Linked DNA regions of Anas platyrhynchos: region 2 is linked to region 1. Evidence: chromatin contacts called from public Hi-C data. All regions are on one chromosome and are shown on one strand. Each heading gives the region's core, a stretch centred on a gene start, on an enhancer-like site or on the middle of the called end of the contact. The rest is flanking DNA. Distances are from core to core; before and after follow the strand shown.

Evidence for each region. Hi-C and Micro-C count contacts between places; a contact is called where the count stands out from the background.
Region 2: a contact with region 1 is called in a Hi-C map of skeletal muscle, with 2.2 times the contacts expected there. The contact joins two enhancer-like sites. A contact is called at or near these places in 5 of 8 Hi-C or Micro-C datasets (F5 follicle, liver, skeletal muscle and 1 more).

What each region holds. Positions count from the first base shown.
Region 1 is chr6:20,027,059-20,034,579 of IASCAAS_PekinDuck_T2T, reverse strand. All of the region lies in intron 2 of SORBS1 (sorbin and SH3 domain containing 1), which reads right to left. Among named protein-coding and RNA genes, the nearest start is that of EIF3F, 5.4 kb to the right of the region's middle. Within about 2 kb of position 3,204, at least 1 of the 8 cell types and tissues checked has an H3K27ac peak or open chromatin away from gene starts, as enhancers often do.
Region 2 is chr6:20,175,359-20,182,448 of IASCAAS_PekinDuck_T2T, reverse strand. The region is part of intron 6 of SORBS1 (sorbin and SH3 domain containing 1); the gene reads right to left. Among named protein-coding and RNA genes, the nearest start is that of PDLIM1, 72 kb to the left of the region's middle. Within about 2 kb of position 3,253, at least 7 of the 8 cell types and tissues checked have an H3K27ac peak or open chromatin away from gene starts, as enhancers often do.

The sequences.
Region 1 (7,521 bases), core at 1,955-4,454:
GATCAGAGTGCAGAAGCAAGAACAGAAAAGCAAGCTGTTAGCACAGCCTCCCACTCTTTCCCAAATATTCAGAACACAGATGCCCTTCTGCAGGCCAGCACTAGCTGGCCTCGGGTCTATGCCATCCCAGTACTTTGTCTCATGCTGGAATCTTCTTTTCACAGGTTAGGACTGCGTTCCGACAGTTTGTATGAAGCAGGTCAATTGGATGCTTACGTCGGACATGTAGGCTCTGCAGACTCTCCATACAACCAACACTCAGGAAGACAACTGCCTTCAGAGGGCAACTGAGAGCATCTACGTTAGACTGCAGCAAGGTGCCCAAATCACCTGCTGAGGGTACTTATTTTACCACTGGCTACAGAGTGAATATCTGGAGTCCAAGCTCCAGATATGAGCAGTCATCTAAAAAACAGATAAACTGTGGAAATATTCCATGGTATGTCCCTTGGCCTAAAGTTATCAGAAAAGTATCTCCTAGTAACTTTTTGGCTACCGAATTTTTAAAATGTCAAGTGAGATATAAGAGGAATGAATATTAAACAGTACTTCTCAAGGCTGCAAAACCTACATGCTCCTACCATCCAGAGCCCTTGGGAGACACCTTATGAAGAAGTCAAAACAATGCCTTTTTCTGGGTAGGCCTCTCTTACCATTCAAAAATCTTTTGTTTCAGAAATGAAGAAGGGATTTATCTCTCAGATTTGCTAAAAAGGGACAAGCAATTGTAAATGCAAAAGGCTGGTCTTTCAGATAACATGTACTTACTAAATTGGACCAATCTGTTAAGAGGCTCCATAGAATATCCCAAGGCATATACAGATGAAATGTATGATCCTGGAAACACATTTTAAAGTGGGGAAATATATTTAGATTTGGTATGGAAAAATTCTACTAACAAAAGGATCTGGGAGAGAAGTTTTACAGTATTTTTTGAGACAGAATCCACTGCAGATTTGAGAAGGCAGAGAATGAAAAGGACAGATTTCTAGACAGAGCTCGCTAAGGGATGACAGGGCATGGAGAGGGATGTCTCATAAATTCTGCCATTGGCAGAGGGCAGCCTTGCTGGCAGCTCTGGAAACAAATGACCGGGCTGGTATTTCAGTGATGGATCAGCTCTTGTTATTTATTCCAATGCAAAAAAGATATGCAGAGGGATGTAATCCAGAGTATTAAATGGCAAATATTTGAGAGAATTAGAACAGAAAATCCCCAGAACACCTAAAACCCACCCTGGAAATGATGAAGTTTTCAGGTCAAATTACACTGTGTGTACAAAATCATCTGTGAAGTTGTATCTGCAAACAAAACCTCACTTTTCAGAAGGGGCCTGGATATCTCACCGGAACAGCCTTATTACTCATGTTCATGTACTCCTCTACCTGCCACAGGAACTTAGGTTGAGCGCAGAGGTAGAGGCTTGGGATTCTGCTGAAGTATTGAGCAGCTTGGAATTAGCTCTTCGTGCAGATCAGTCCAACCAGCCCTGTGCAGCTCTCTCAGCCAGTGCTGAATCTTGCTTTCTGATGCAGAAAGGCAGATTAACAAACAGATTATAGAAGGAGAATTTATATGCCAGTGCTTGGGGCATTTCAGATCCAGACTGATTGGCTGGGACAGCATTTAGCAAAAGCAGCCCTTGCAAATACTGTAGCACAGCCCCAACTTTCCTGATGAACAGGATTGATATAAAATACAATCATGTTTTGCTGCTATATCTGAGGTCTCAGCAGCATGAACTCACCTCATCTAAAGAATTACTTCTGTTTATTATTAGAAAACAGCACAGACAGCTACTTTCCTCCTCCCCCCTAGGCTAGTTGAACGCTTCCTCCCTTTCCAAAGTTCAGTCTCTAGGTCAGGAAATGCACTCTCCAGCTTCCTCTCGAAGCTGTCTCCTCAAAGAGCAAGGGCTTTCCTGTCTTTCCTCTGAAGACTGTCTGTGGGTGTCCTATAAGCAAACTTAGCCAGTCGAATATCATCAGTCAGTATGACAGAAGTGGAAAACTGAGATATAAATGTTAAATGACTTCCCCAAAGTCAGTGGCAGAGATAGGAGCGGAATAACACTATCTAACTGTTATCAAATGCTACGTCAGAAGAGCTAAGATACTGCCCAAAGCATGCTTCTGCCACTGCTCCAGCTATATGGACAACTTGCTCCTACCCAAGATGCCAGTGACAGAAATGCAATGGGCACTTCTGGCTCCCAAGCTCCTATATAGTAACTGTCCCCTAGATTTTACTGCCTCAGCTCCCATTTCTGTATGCAAATGATTATCTTCTCACCTTCTCCCTCATTGCCCCCATATTTATCATGATGCAGCTGCTTTATGCTAAAAAAAAAAAAAAAAGGAACCAGACAACACTGTCAGACATTAATGGTGTAAAAATCACTTCAGAGTTTGCAAACAAAATCCTTGGAGCTCACAAAATAGCAGGATTTTTGCCATTCCATCTCCAGGCAGGCTTCCCTACCCCATGAAATGCAATTCAGATTTTCCAGTCTAGTTATTTCACCTCGTATGCAGGTTCCACCTCAAGGTACCAAGTCAGAAGCTGTGCTGAGTGACGCCGCTTGCAGCACCAGTCCCAAGGGCCCGGCTCAGGGCCTCTGGGGTCACGTGTGATTTTGGTCTGGGCTGCAGTGAACAGAAAGTGGTGACTTTGACCCAAGCTGTAAATGACACCAAGGAAAGGACATGCTTGCTCATAAAAGAAGCAAAGCTGAGCTGTAAAATTATTTTGTAAAACCAAGGGACCAGAGGGAAGAGATTATATTTTCCCACAAATGGCACTAAGTGTTACAAGTGTGAAAAATGTTTAATATTTGAAATCTGCCTGCACAAGGACTTCCATGCGTATCTGCAATTGGTGACATTACATTTCACTCTATTTGGCTGTCAGTAGGTACATAAGGACATGGCACTGCTCTGTTACAAACATGTTTGAGCCAAGCACAGTAGCAGCAAGTTAGCAGCCGAAGGGGCCCTGTGTTGAAGGCTGCCTGCCTCACGCAGTGCGATTACACCGCGAGGATGGTAGCGCTGCCACACTTCTGCCCCGCGTTACACAGGAAAAAAAGAAAAGCCAGGAGTCACATCTAGATTTTCTTTGCTTCTCACTGCAGGGGGTAGGCAGGAGGAATGTAATGTAATATCATGACACGAGTTTGATCTTGCAAAGCAGTGTGTGTAACTGCCTTGAGAGGTCAGTGCGAGCACATTCTTTCTTAGTTTTAAGCCCGAGCAGTAGATAGCATGCCTCTGACCTGAAACCTGACTCTGAGCATGATTTCAGTCAAAAGCAGAAACTAATCACAGCCATAGATCATCCAGATGCTGGAATGTCCTGAAGCAGCTGGAGAGCCTGTGTTTTCACCAAGGGCCCCAAATACCTTTCATTATCATATATTTCAGTTAAATTGGAGGTTGTACAGCACGTCTCAGGCTTGTACCACTATGTCATCCATACCTACAGCTCCACGTGCCATTTTTCTGTGAAACACCACACAGAAACATTAATTTCACCTCAGTTAATTCTACCTCATGATCCTACCTTAATTTTATAAACTAAAGAAAGAAACTGGCATGCCACAGAAACATCTACAATAAATATGAGAGGCAAAAGTGCCACGCACAAACTTCTACTCACACAACTCACCTCAAACCAGGCCGAGTTAAGTCACTAATTAATCAGAGTTAAGTGATTACAAAGGTGGTGGTTTGGTTGTCTGCGGATGACAAAACAGCACCTGCCAGCAATGATGGGCACGGCCAGCTGCCAGCAGGGTGCAGGGGTACACCACAGAGCCTCACCTTCCCCAAATCCAAGCTCCTCTTCCCTGCCCCTTGTACACATGCAGAGATGAGCAATCCTTGTCGCATCCCTGCGCTTCCCTCCTGGCACTTCTCCTGCATTCTCAAAAGCAAAGCCTGCACAGCAGCACACACAGCAAGGCCTGTTCCTGGTGCCTTCCCTTCAGTGGATCTGAAGCCCTCATGATGGTCTGTACAGTGCCTAAAGTAAGACAAATGCCTCACAGATAACTGCTCTGGCAACATCTCTCTTCCTGCAAATGTTTGCAATGTGTCTGTGTAAGCTGGGGTGTCACTACTGACTAGTTCCAATTTTCCTCAACGTGCTGGTATGGCACTTGACTTACAGGGCAATGCCTGCGCAGGGATCCTGCCTTGTTGGCTTCTCCAGCACCATCTGAGTAACCTTAGAGCCTGACGTGGGTGTTTGGACACCCCGCAGCCAGAACGGAGCACCGGTAAGAGGGGATGCAAGACTGCCCTTTTAAGCACCTTGATTTAATTCTTGGAGAACTATACAGTCTTGGCCAGGACATGAAAACAGCCAGGACCCTCCATCTAAGGATATTTCAGAGCATTTGCAAAAGCAGCTAACACAGCTAGGGATAAGTGTAGTGATAAAGTCAACACACATTAGAGTTAACAGTTCAAAATACAGCGCAGTTATTCAAGATACGATATATCTGATGATAAAGTATAAGAACCGTTCTCTAAACTATTCAAGGAATACATTTGACTGTGCAAAATTACTTATAATTTTTTTTTTATCTATTCTTTATTGAAGTACTAGGTTTACTATAACTCCAGAAAAAACAAGGAGGCAGAACCCCTCAAACCTACAAACTCAGCTCCTGTTCTCTGGGCCATGGAGTAATTTCTTACATCTCATTTCAGTGCCTTGAAACAGCTCAGAATTTTTTATTTTTTGCATTTAACAAGTTTTCCTCCTTTTAACAAGGCAATCTGTGGCATCTTTTTCTGATACAAAAGAGATGTAAATATGGCAAAGAAATAAATGATTTTTTTTTTTTTTTCAGAATTTATCCTTGGCAGCTATTCTGAAATGTCCTCCTCTATGTAGAAAATGAGAGGTTTATAATCATTTACTGGGATTTAGTATCAACTTTTCTCGCTCACTTATCAGAAGGTACTCCATTTTCTTGGAATTTTCTGTTACCTCACACTTTCTATAAATAAAGATTTCTCTTGTCCATATACCTGTCTGTCGCTCCTTCCTAAACTTTAAACTTTCTTTGTCATTTCTTATTTAATTGCCACCTTTTTAAATAATCCTCCAGTTTTTCACTAACAAAAAAAATTTCATTTTACTTTTCTCCACTTTTTTGCATTTTTATTCAGTTGATTCTTTTATTTTTCTCAGTGTATTTCTGGTCCTCCCCCTGCCCCTTCTTTTTTCTTTCATTTCTGGGTTGTTCCTCCAGACACAGAGCATTTACCCTGCATGTCAGAATTTAATGTGCTACAATGTGCCACTTCCTTTTCTCCTGGGTAACAGGCTATCATGTAAAAATAAAATAATAAATAATAATAATAAATAAGTAATAATAATAAGTAAAACAAAAACAAGTACACACAAACAAACAAACAAAACTTCAAAACCCACTCTATTTTCAGGAAAAGCCTGCTCCAACTTATTACTGATATATTCTCACTGATATCTGAGGGAATTACTGTACAGCCTCTTCAGGTTGGAAGTTAGGAGAAATTTCTTCTTGTAAAGAATGGTTTGGCATTGGAACAGGTTGTGCAGGGAGGTGGTGGAGTCTCTGTCCCTGGGGGTGTTTAAGGAAAGGTTGGCCATGGCACCTAGGGACATGGTGTAGTGGGTGACATTGGTGGTTGGGGGACAGTTAAACCAGATGGTCTTAGAGGTCTTTTCCAACCTTATTTTTTGTTTATTATTATTTTGTTTTGTTTTGTTTTGTTAGCTCCCACCATCAGAAGCAAAGGATCTGGTACATACAAGAATAATGAACAGCTAAATAAATGGCATGGGGACACATTTCTACAATTTAAAAATGTCAACATTTACCTCAGCCAATTACGTCGTACCTCTGGGGGTTTTCTAGTGCTTGGGTTTCTGTTTTTTTTTTTTTTTTTTTTTTTTTAAATTTCCACCTACATCCTTTGTTCAATATGTGTCTCTATTTCCCCATCTTCAGTGACTTTAAAATTCTAACTACAAAGTATCTGTTGCCCTACATATGCCAACTTGCGTACATTTCTCTCAGTCACTCTTCACTGCCAGTTATTCTGTGAAGTTACTTCTATTTTAGCTTGGATTTCTGTATTTCTGCATAGTGACTAACAAGCACACAGCAGTCTCCGGTGTGCTATTTTTGAACACCTGATGATAACTTTCATTATCACTCTAACATTAGAGAAGGGATATTTTTATATCAGTGTGGTATGCAATTAACAGTACACCTCATTATTTTTTGGTAGTATTTGGGTTTTCACTATAGCATTACCTCAGTAGTTCCCTGTTCTCTTCTCTGATAATTAAGGCAGTCCTGTAAAACATTATGCAAATGTGGGGAAGGGCTTGAATTCCTCTTGCTAACACAAAGATGAATCAGCTGACCCATTACGCTGGGAATTAGGCTGCTGCCAACAACCACCTTTCATCTACTAGCAATCCCAAAAGCACGGGAAGCAGGTGAGTAAGATGTTCCATGAAGACTAAACAAGAAAACTACTACCTTTTTTAATTAAACAAACAGAGAGGCTGCTGCCCATCACTACTTCCTATACAGAAGGAAGCCTGGACAGATGGTAGAACATTTGGGTCCTGAAAAACACAGATAACCCAGAGACAACACAAGTGGGGCCACTTGACTGTGAGTGAAGGTGAAGAGGGAGCTCTGTGAGCACAGCGAAGGATGGAGGCAGACTTGAGATCCCAAGAAGAAAAACTGACTTCCCTCCTTTGACCCCAAAGCGATTCAGAAAATGAGATTTGATATTAATTTTTTCCAAAATAAGAAAGATTAATGAAATGTATGTCAAGCTCAATGACAGACTTTTCTCTTGGCAGAAATGACAGAAAGGCTCTCCTAACTTCTTAGACACAACAGAAAATTATTTTTTAATAGCAGAATAAAAGTGCCAGATCTAATCCTACAAAACTAACCAGATAAAACTATGCCCTGAAATGAGAAGTCAAATAAATTGTAAATATTTTATTTTACCTGTAACACAATATTTTTTTTTCCTCTGGTGCAAGAGATGCTGCTGCTTCCAGTAATACAAGCAAGATGAGAAGATAGCCACTGATACAGAAATTATATATCATCTGTGAAAATGCAGCTGACATAACAGTATATGCAATAATCATGACTCAGTCACACATAAGGACTGTGAAATCATACGAAAGCTAGATAGAAGGTTAATTATATTCATTGTCAAAATCAGATGCAGGGAAACCAAGCAAGGAAAAATGGAAAATCAGAAGGCCCTGTGTTATCACACTGATCCGCTTTTATGTGACAATGTGTCTTCTGTTCTCCTCCAGACAGACTTCATTGTAATGGGGTGGTATACAAACATGTTAATTTTACTGTAATGGGGTGGTATACAAACATCTTAATTGCCTCACAGAGATGGACACACAGTTTTCAACAACTGGCACCACAAATATGCGTCACTGGTAACTGCTCCCCTCAGACTGTACACTGAT
Region 2 (7,090 bases), core at 2,004-4,503, 150 kb before region 1:
CAGCAGTAGATACGATGCTGAACAATCACTACAAAAGTCAAGGTAAGAATTGTAGTTTCATCAAGAAATTTAGTTCAAAACCCAAACGAATTTATGTCAGTCAGCAGTTACAATTTTTATTCATAATCATCAGAAACTGATGAGTATTTCCACCCAATTACAGGTACTACTTTCAAACCTTAAAGTGAATCCTCAACACCAAATCATGAGATACTGATTAAAGCATATGTCTATATATGGAAAATTACAAGTCTGGTTAGCTTTTAACATATGAAGTGTATCACTTTCAGGGAGAAAAAAAAATCATAGTGAGACCATCTTTAAGCTAAAACCCTCAGCTTAGGCCACTGCCAGATTTCAAGACAATCTGCTGCTCATATCAAAGTCAGCCTCTCCTCTGGAAGATGTTACAGTGAAGAAGAGACATTTGTAGAAATGCATATTAACTTCTGTGCTAACCATTTCCAGTCCTGCAGTGCTACTGGTATCTTTAGGAACAGACTCTGATAAGTGAAACTTAAAATTAGAAGCTTTAATCCTCCTGGAACCAAAGGCAATGAAATCACCAACCCGAGAGGAAAAACTATCAGCCTGGGACTGGAAGAGAAAAGTCAATTTTCAGTCATGAGAAACTACAGGGGACAACTGTGGAGCCTACTCTTACCCAGTACCCACTCCAGGCAGGATTTGATGTGTGCAGCCTAACAGCTTTCACAGCATCACACTGTTGATGTTGGTCTCGACAGTGAAAGAACAGCATGTCTACAAAACATGTCTATGTTTGCCAGGATGTCTTAACTCTCTAAAGGCCCTAGATTGAATTCAAAACCCTTTCAACCACTCCCACAAAAAAAAAATAAAAAATAACACTAATGAGAGCAAGAGTGACTCCGGGTAATTAAATGCATCCCAGGGCATGAATAGGAGTAGGTATCACAAGCTGTACAATTGTGCATAACCAAAGACACTGATCTGTGAAACATGGGAGAAAGGGGATACAACACCTTCCCCACCTTCTCTCCTTCCAAGTTGCTAGGAACAAGAAGCTGAAGAAGAGAATTGGAGATATTTGTTTTCCTGTTACTAGAACTGGAATCAGCAATACAGCATGGTAAGAGGTAGAAATTGTCTTCAGGGAAGGAAATTTGCCCTTTTGCCCGAAATCCCCCCATTCTTATCCAGTATTCATTTTGTATCAGCCGGAGTATAATGAGCATGTTCAACAGATAATCAAAAAGGAAAATAAAGAAAATTAAACAAGCAGATATAGTAACAGACTAGTCTGTAAAACTACCCAATACCTGGGCTCCAGGCACGTCACTCTAGGAAGAGCTACCAACACCGAATTATTTTATTCATTAAAATGTCCACATAAGATATACATTGTGGGCCAGGGAAGGCTCAGCAAGACACAGCCCAACTTGAAGCTGATCCCACCAGAACACAGTGTGGGTTCAGGGGGTACAGTCTCAAACCACCTGAACAGGAACTTAAAGGCCCGCTTCCCTACTTTGCCTGCCAATACAGGATCTGTCTTTGATTTCTACCAACCATATCCTGGGTACAGCAGGCACAGCACAGCCAGCTGGTTGAGGGAAGTGATCATCCTGGTGCAACCTCACCTGGAGCACTGTGTGCAGTTTTGGGCACCGCAGTATAAAATTATCAGTCAGTGTCAAAATAAGGGTTACAAGGATGGTGAAGGATCTAGAGAGCAAGATGTATGAGAAGTGGTTGAAGTCACTTCGCTTGTTCAGCCTAGAGCAGAGGAGACTGAGGAGAGGCCAAGAAACCCTACACCTACAAACCTCAATTATTTCGCCTTAAAAGAACAAATTACTTTCTCACAAAAAGTGATCTGAGATTAAAAATAAAGTTGCAATTACAGAAATAAGCTTTCTAAAATTAAATGAAGGTGTACAAACTCATTAGTACTAGATGTAGAAAAATGACTTTTCTACATATCCCCATTCTGATTTCAGAATTCAATTAAAATAACAAGCATTCAGCGTTCATTAACTGTGAAGCCAATCAGCATTACTCAAGCACTCCAGTGAATGCACACTTAACACAGGTTCCCTTACAAAGAATGGATTCAGAGGGCTGGGGGTTACCATAAACAGTCCAGAGTGCTTCAACTCCTGTAACTCCAGAGGTTCAGTTTTAAAGTTGATTTTAAAGTTGATGTAGGTCACTTGCAGTTCTTTGTGCAGATTCACTGCGCACAGGTAGAAATACCTGCTGTTTAGATTGAAGAAATTATGGTGCATGTTTGAAGTTGAGAACATGCTTCAGTGCCTTTTTGGCATCAGGGCTACGGAGTTATTCCTACCTGTCTCCCACATGCTTAATCTAAACCACACACTGAAGTGCTGTTACATCCATGCTGTATTTTATGGAGTAGCCTAAGGCTGCTCTTGGGACCAGACACCTGGTTCAGACAGAGCACATTTGGCTCCATGGCCCCCACACAGCAGAGTGCTGCCCTCTAGCACTTGGGGATGTACACACGAGGTCAGTGCTCTGCGAGTATTTGGGTGGTGCATCCTTGAGCAGAGCATCTCTGCCAGGTTAGCCAGACAGCCTGCCCATGGGCTGCAAAAGGGATGGATCTGGAAGCACTTGCTGCTCCCAATTGCTCTAGAGAACTTCCTGTAGACACAGCGAAGCCGGTCCCATAGACATGGGCAGTATGCTCACCCACACCTCGTAACTGAGCCATTCAAAAGGAACCAGAAAGAGATCCCTCGTGTCAGTCTTAGAAACTGAAAACTGGTACTGCCAAGATCACACAAAACAAAAACCAAACCACACACACACAAAATCACCCAAGTATCTCCTTCCAGCTCCCTGACGTAACCAGCAGTCCCCTGTCTCCTTGCCAGGCTTTCATGCCTTTCCTGAAATACGACAGATGTAGCAACAACGGTTTCAAAGCTGCAAACATTCAAAACACAATGAAAGGTAATGAATTCCTAAGGGCATATGCCAGCAACTGTAGTCCTGAAGATGCCAGTGTCTGTACTTAATGTCCACCAGCTCCTTGCCAGTTCCCTCGTGCATCTAGGCAGATGTTCAACGGCTCCTTCCTCCCTTTCACCCCAGCACATTTCTCCGAAGGCTGCAGCTCCTTCCCTACTTGGTGTGGAAACACAGCACAGCGGATTCAGAGCCCTATTTAGGAGGAATGCAGATAAGTGGTGACTACTGCTGTGCAACATGTCTCTGGATTATCTCACATGCTCTAAACATTCAAGTACTCCCCCTGCAATGGCCAGAGGTAACAAACAGCTCATTAATAGTCCCAAGTAAGGACACACGCTCTTAAGTCACTGGTATCTCAGCTAAGAGTCACAGGCAGTGGTTATTTTCGGTGGTCTAATGTACACGTGGGGAAGAGTAATTTCCTTTGGTTTCTTCTCTTGTTACTGATAGCTTTGATGACTTGCTTAGGATTTAAAAACAATTGCTAACCACAAGCATTCAAGATTTATCAGACAGGCCCCTTAAATCCCTGAGACTCAGACTCCTACGTTAGCTTCCCAGTTTTGAGTTTTTATATTTGCAAAAGTTTCTCTCCATGTACAAGAGCTTTAAGAGTTTAGTGGCTGCATTTAAAAGGAAAAAAATCTTATGTATAAATAATCTATGAGATAAGGCTTTTAGAAAAACGAGAGACTTTCAGACTTAAGGGAGGATCGGCAATCACAAAAACTCGTCAGATTTCATACATCACTGATGGCACTCAGTCTTTTAGTCCCTGGCTCAGACCCTTTCTCACATTGTCACCAGTGTTTCTGATCCAGATCCTCTGCTCAACCAGCTGTGCTGGCAACATGGGTTCCCAAAGCTGGAAAGAAGGCAAAGGGCTGCGCTGCAGCCAGTGTCTCCTACCAGGAGGTTCTGTTTAAAGGAAGTCTCTGGAAAGTACATCTCTGCTGCACCTCTCACACTGTCATATGAAATGTGGCAATAGAAAATAACTAGAATCTAATAGGCAGCTGCAGGTTAACCCATGCAATCATCTCTCTCTAAGTATCATTATTCTCTTATCCTGAAATAAGAGAGAAACGTGTTGGCTGTCATTTTTATTTTAAGAGTTAAAGAACATTCTGTCATTCCTTCAGAAGACATTATGCTCCTAAGAATAAATGTCATGAAAGGACTATGAATAAGCAGTACACAGAAGAGTCATACTGATTCTGAACAACACAGCCTCCCCACACTCCTCAGCAAGTGTTAAAACAGCAAAGAGAGAGCAGCAAAGGCTCAGCTACATGAAACAAATGGCAGCACTGAACACAAGCTGAAATAGTGTGTTCTTATAAATAATTGAACTTACAGCTGTTGGAATAAACAAGCATAGCACATTTCATATGCAATATCGCTGTCTTTTTTTTTATATGGTGCTTGTTTGTTTTCTTCCTAATGGGTATATCTGGGGCATGTGCCAAGTTCTGTGCAATTTAGCAGTAACATGTCACTGCATAGATAAGAAAAGTCAAATAGGAAATGTAAACCGGGAGATGTGGCTTTAAGAAACCAGATGCTTTTGAATCAAGTCATCTTCCAGTCACCAACTTCAGAGTAAACAAAATTTACCAATAACCTGAGTTGAACTGAGTTCAAGGTCACCACTTTGGAACACAGGGCAGAAAAGGATCTCCGGGGTCATCAAAGCCTACTCCCATGCTATTGCAGGCAACTGTGTCATACAATCCTGGGCAGGAACATTTCAAGTTCCAGCTTGAAACTGGTAACATGGCCTGCCTCCACAACTCCTTTCTTATAGCTGGAACAAAGTTTCTGACTTGCAGCCTAAATTTAGTTTACAAACAGCTAGCACTCCACTGTTTTGCATGAACATTGTTTTTCTGTTTCAGTAGCACGTGTGCTCCCCCCTCCATGCATTTTCAGAAAGAGATCGCACCTCAGAGCCTTCATTTCACAAACCCATAAACAAATGTTTCCAAAGCAACTGGTCTGCATGTTGTCATCCAGCTCATTACAATCTAGTAAACAGCAGTAGGTTTTAAAAGGTTGGCAGTCCAAACCCTAAACTCTGCTTAATATCACAGAAGCAGAGCAAAGCCTACAGCTGGCACGCCCAAGAGCTGAAAAGGCAAGGTTTAAAATGCAGATCAGCTTCTTTGGTCCACTCTAATTCTGGCCTGCCTACTAGACACAGCTAGTTCAGACAGTGACTTGATGTCTACACAGACCTCCCTTGTAAAGAAACAGACTGGAAAAATTTCATCAGCTGCTGAACCCTCATTAAGTGATGAGGGCTTATACCTGCAGGGTTTCGGGGCTCAAAGGTGGCTCCTGCTTGAGTGAGCCATCAGCCTTCTGCTCAGCCACAGATCCAGGGCTTGTAAAACAGCAGTCCAGAGGGTTGCTTGGCACAGAGGAGACAAATTAGTAACTTGACATGCAGTGGGTCACTGGTTCCCTCTGAATAAGTTAACCACTCTTATCAGCAGCTTTCCAGTCAAAAACATTTCTTCTTATGACAATAGGTTTTTAAATGCGCTGTAACTGGGCTTTGACTTCCTCCTGAGTCTGCCATGACCACCCTTTATTTTTTGTATTTTGTGGCTGAGATCACAGTGACGTTAGCTGCAGCTTGGGTATCATCTGTGCCTACTAAAGAAACAAATGCTTTTGTGCCGCACCTATATGCCCAAGCAGCTCATAGAACATCGCAGATTCAGACAGAAAAAAAATCTGGAATATTTTAAAGTCTTGTACTCATTTTAGCAGGAGATCCAAGGCACGGCATCTGAGAACATTAGAGATGGGCTTTTCTGCTCAGATGTATCTGTGATAAGTACGCTAACACCTCATGAGCAGCCTGTGCATGGGAACTCTGGGCACAGCTCTCGGATTGCCAGCTCCAGAGGGAAAGCAGCAAATGATTTAACAGCCTGCCACAACCTGGGACAGTTCAGGACACTTAACTGAGACACAGGAACTCAAGCAGGGCACACATAGCTACTGAAACCACAATTTACAGTTAATAAGGGGAAATTAATTCAACGCCAGATTTACCTTTCTGCAAAAGGGAAATCTTTTGGGCAATCTGCAGTGACCACACCTAGCCACGAGGATGCTGGTTTTACACTTCAGCTGGAAGAAACAGAAGATTCATTGAGTTCCATCTGGTTTGAGACTGTTTGTACGCTCTGTGCAGCTGGGGTGCTGTGTGCTGTGCTCAGCTCTGTGTACACCTCTGATATGGGGCCACTTGTGTCTCTGCTGAACAATTGCTGTAAATAAACAAACCCAAGTTCCAGAAGCCCTAATTATGTATAACAATGGATCTATTCAGCCAACCACAGGATGGAGGGGCACACATACACTACATCGCATTTAATACAGTGAATGGCATTCTGTAAATACAATTAATTAGATCATCTAAACAACATCCAGCAGCTTCTCTTGCATGATTTTGTATAGTGAAGACTACAATGGCTGTTTTCACTGCTGTCATATGCTCCCAAACAGTGAAGTAGTAAATAAGTGGAAGTTGCATTAAGTAGAAATATCAATTAGAGACTGACTAGTGTCACAAAGTTCAGATCTGCACTAGCCTATTTTTTTGTGAGATGTTTGTAGAGAAAAGATTCTTGTGTGCCTCGGACATATAAAGCAGATAACTTTAATACTACAGATCACCCTATACAAACCCAGATACATTCTGGGATTCCTAGTTGTGTAAGGCAGAAGAGTTGCACTGGTATTGAATGCTCACACTGGCACCCATATCGAACAATTTTTATTCCCAACCTCTGCTAGCACTAGCTGTTTTCAAGCTCTGCACAAACCAACACTAAGCTACACCTTGCAAGCCATATAGCTGATACTATTACACACAGAGGGAAGATTCAAGCCTCTTCACGCAATACCTGAAATTAACTGAGCCAGCACAGTGCAAACAAGGTGTGTGTGTCAGTTGTATGGGTGTTTTACGATGGCTTCAGAATAAGCAAAACCAGTTTGAAAGTTGCTCTCATATAAACACAACTGCAATGACCTCCAAGAAACCACAGGAAAAGCTAAGTTTAGGCTACGCATAAGGGGACTTGGG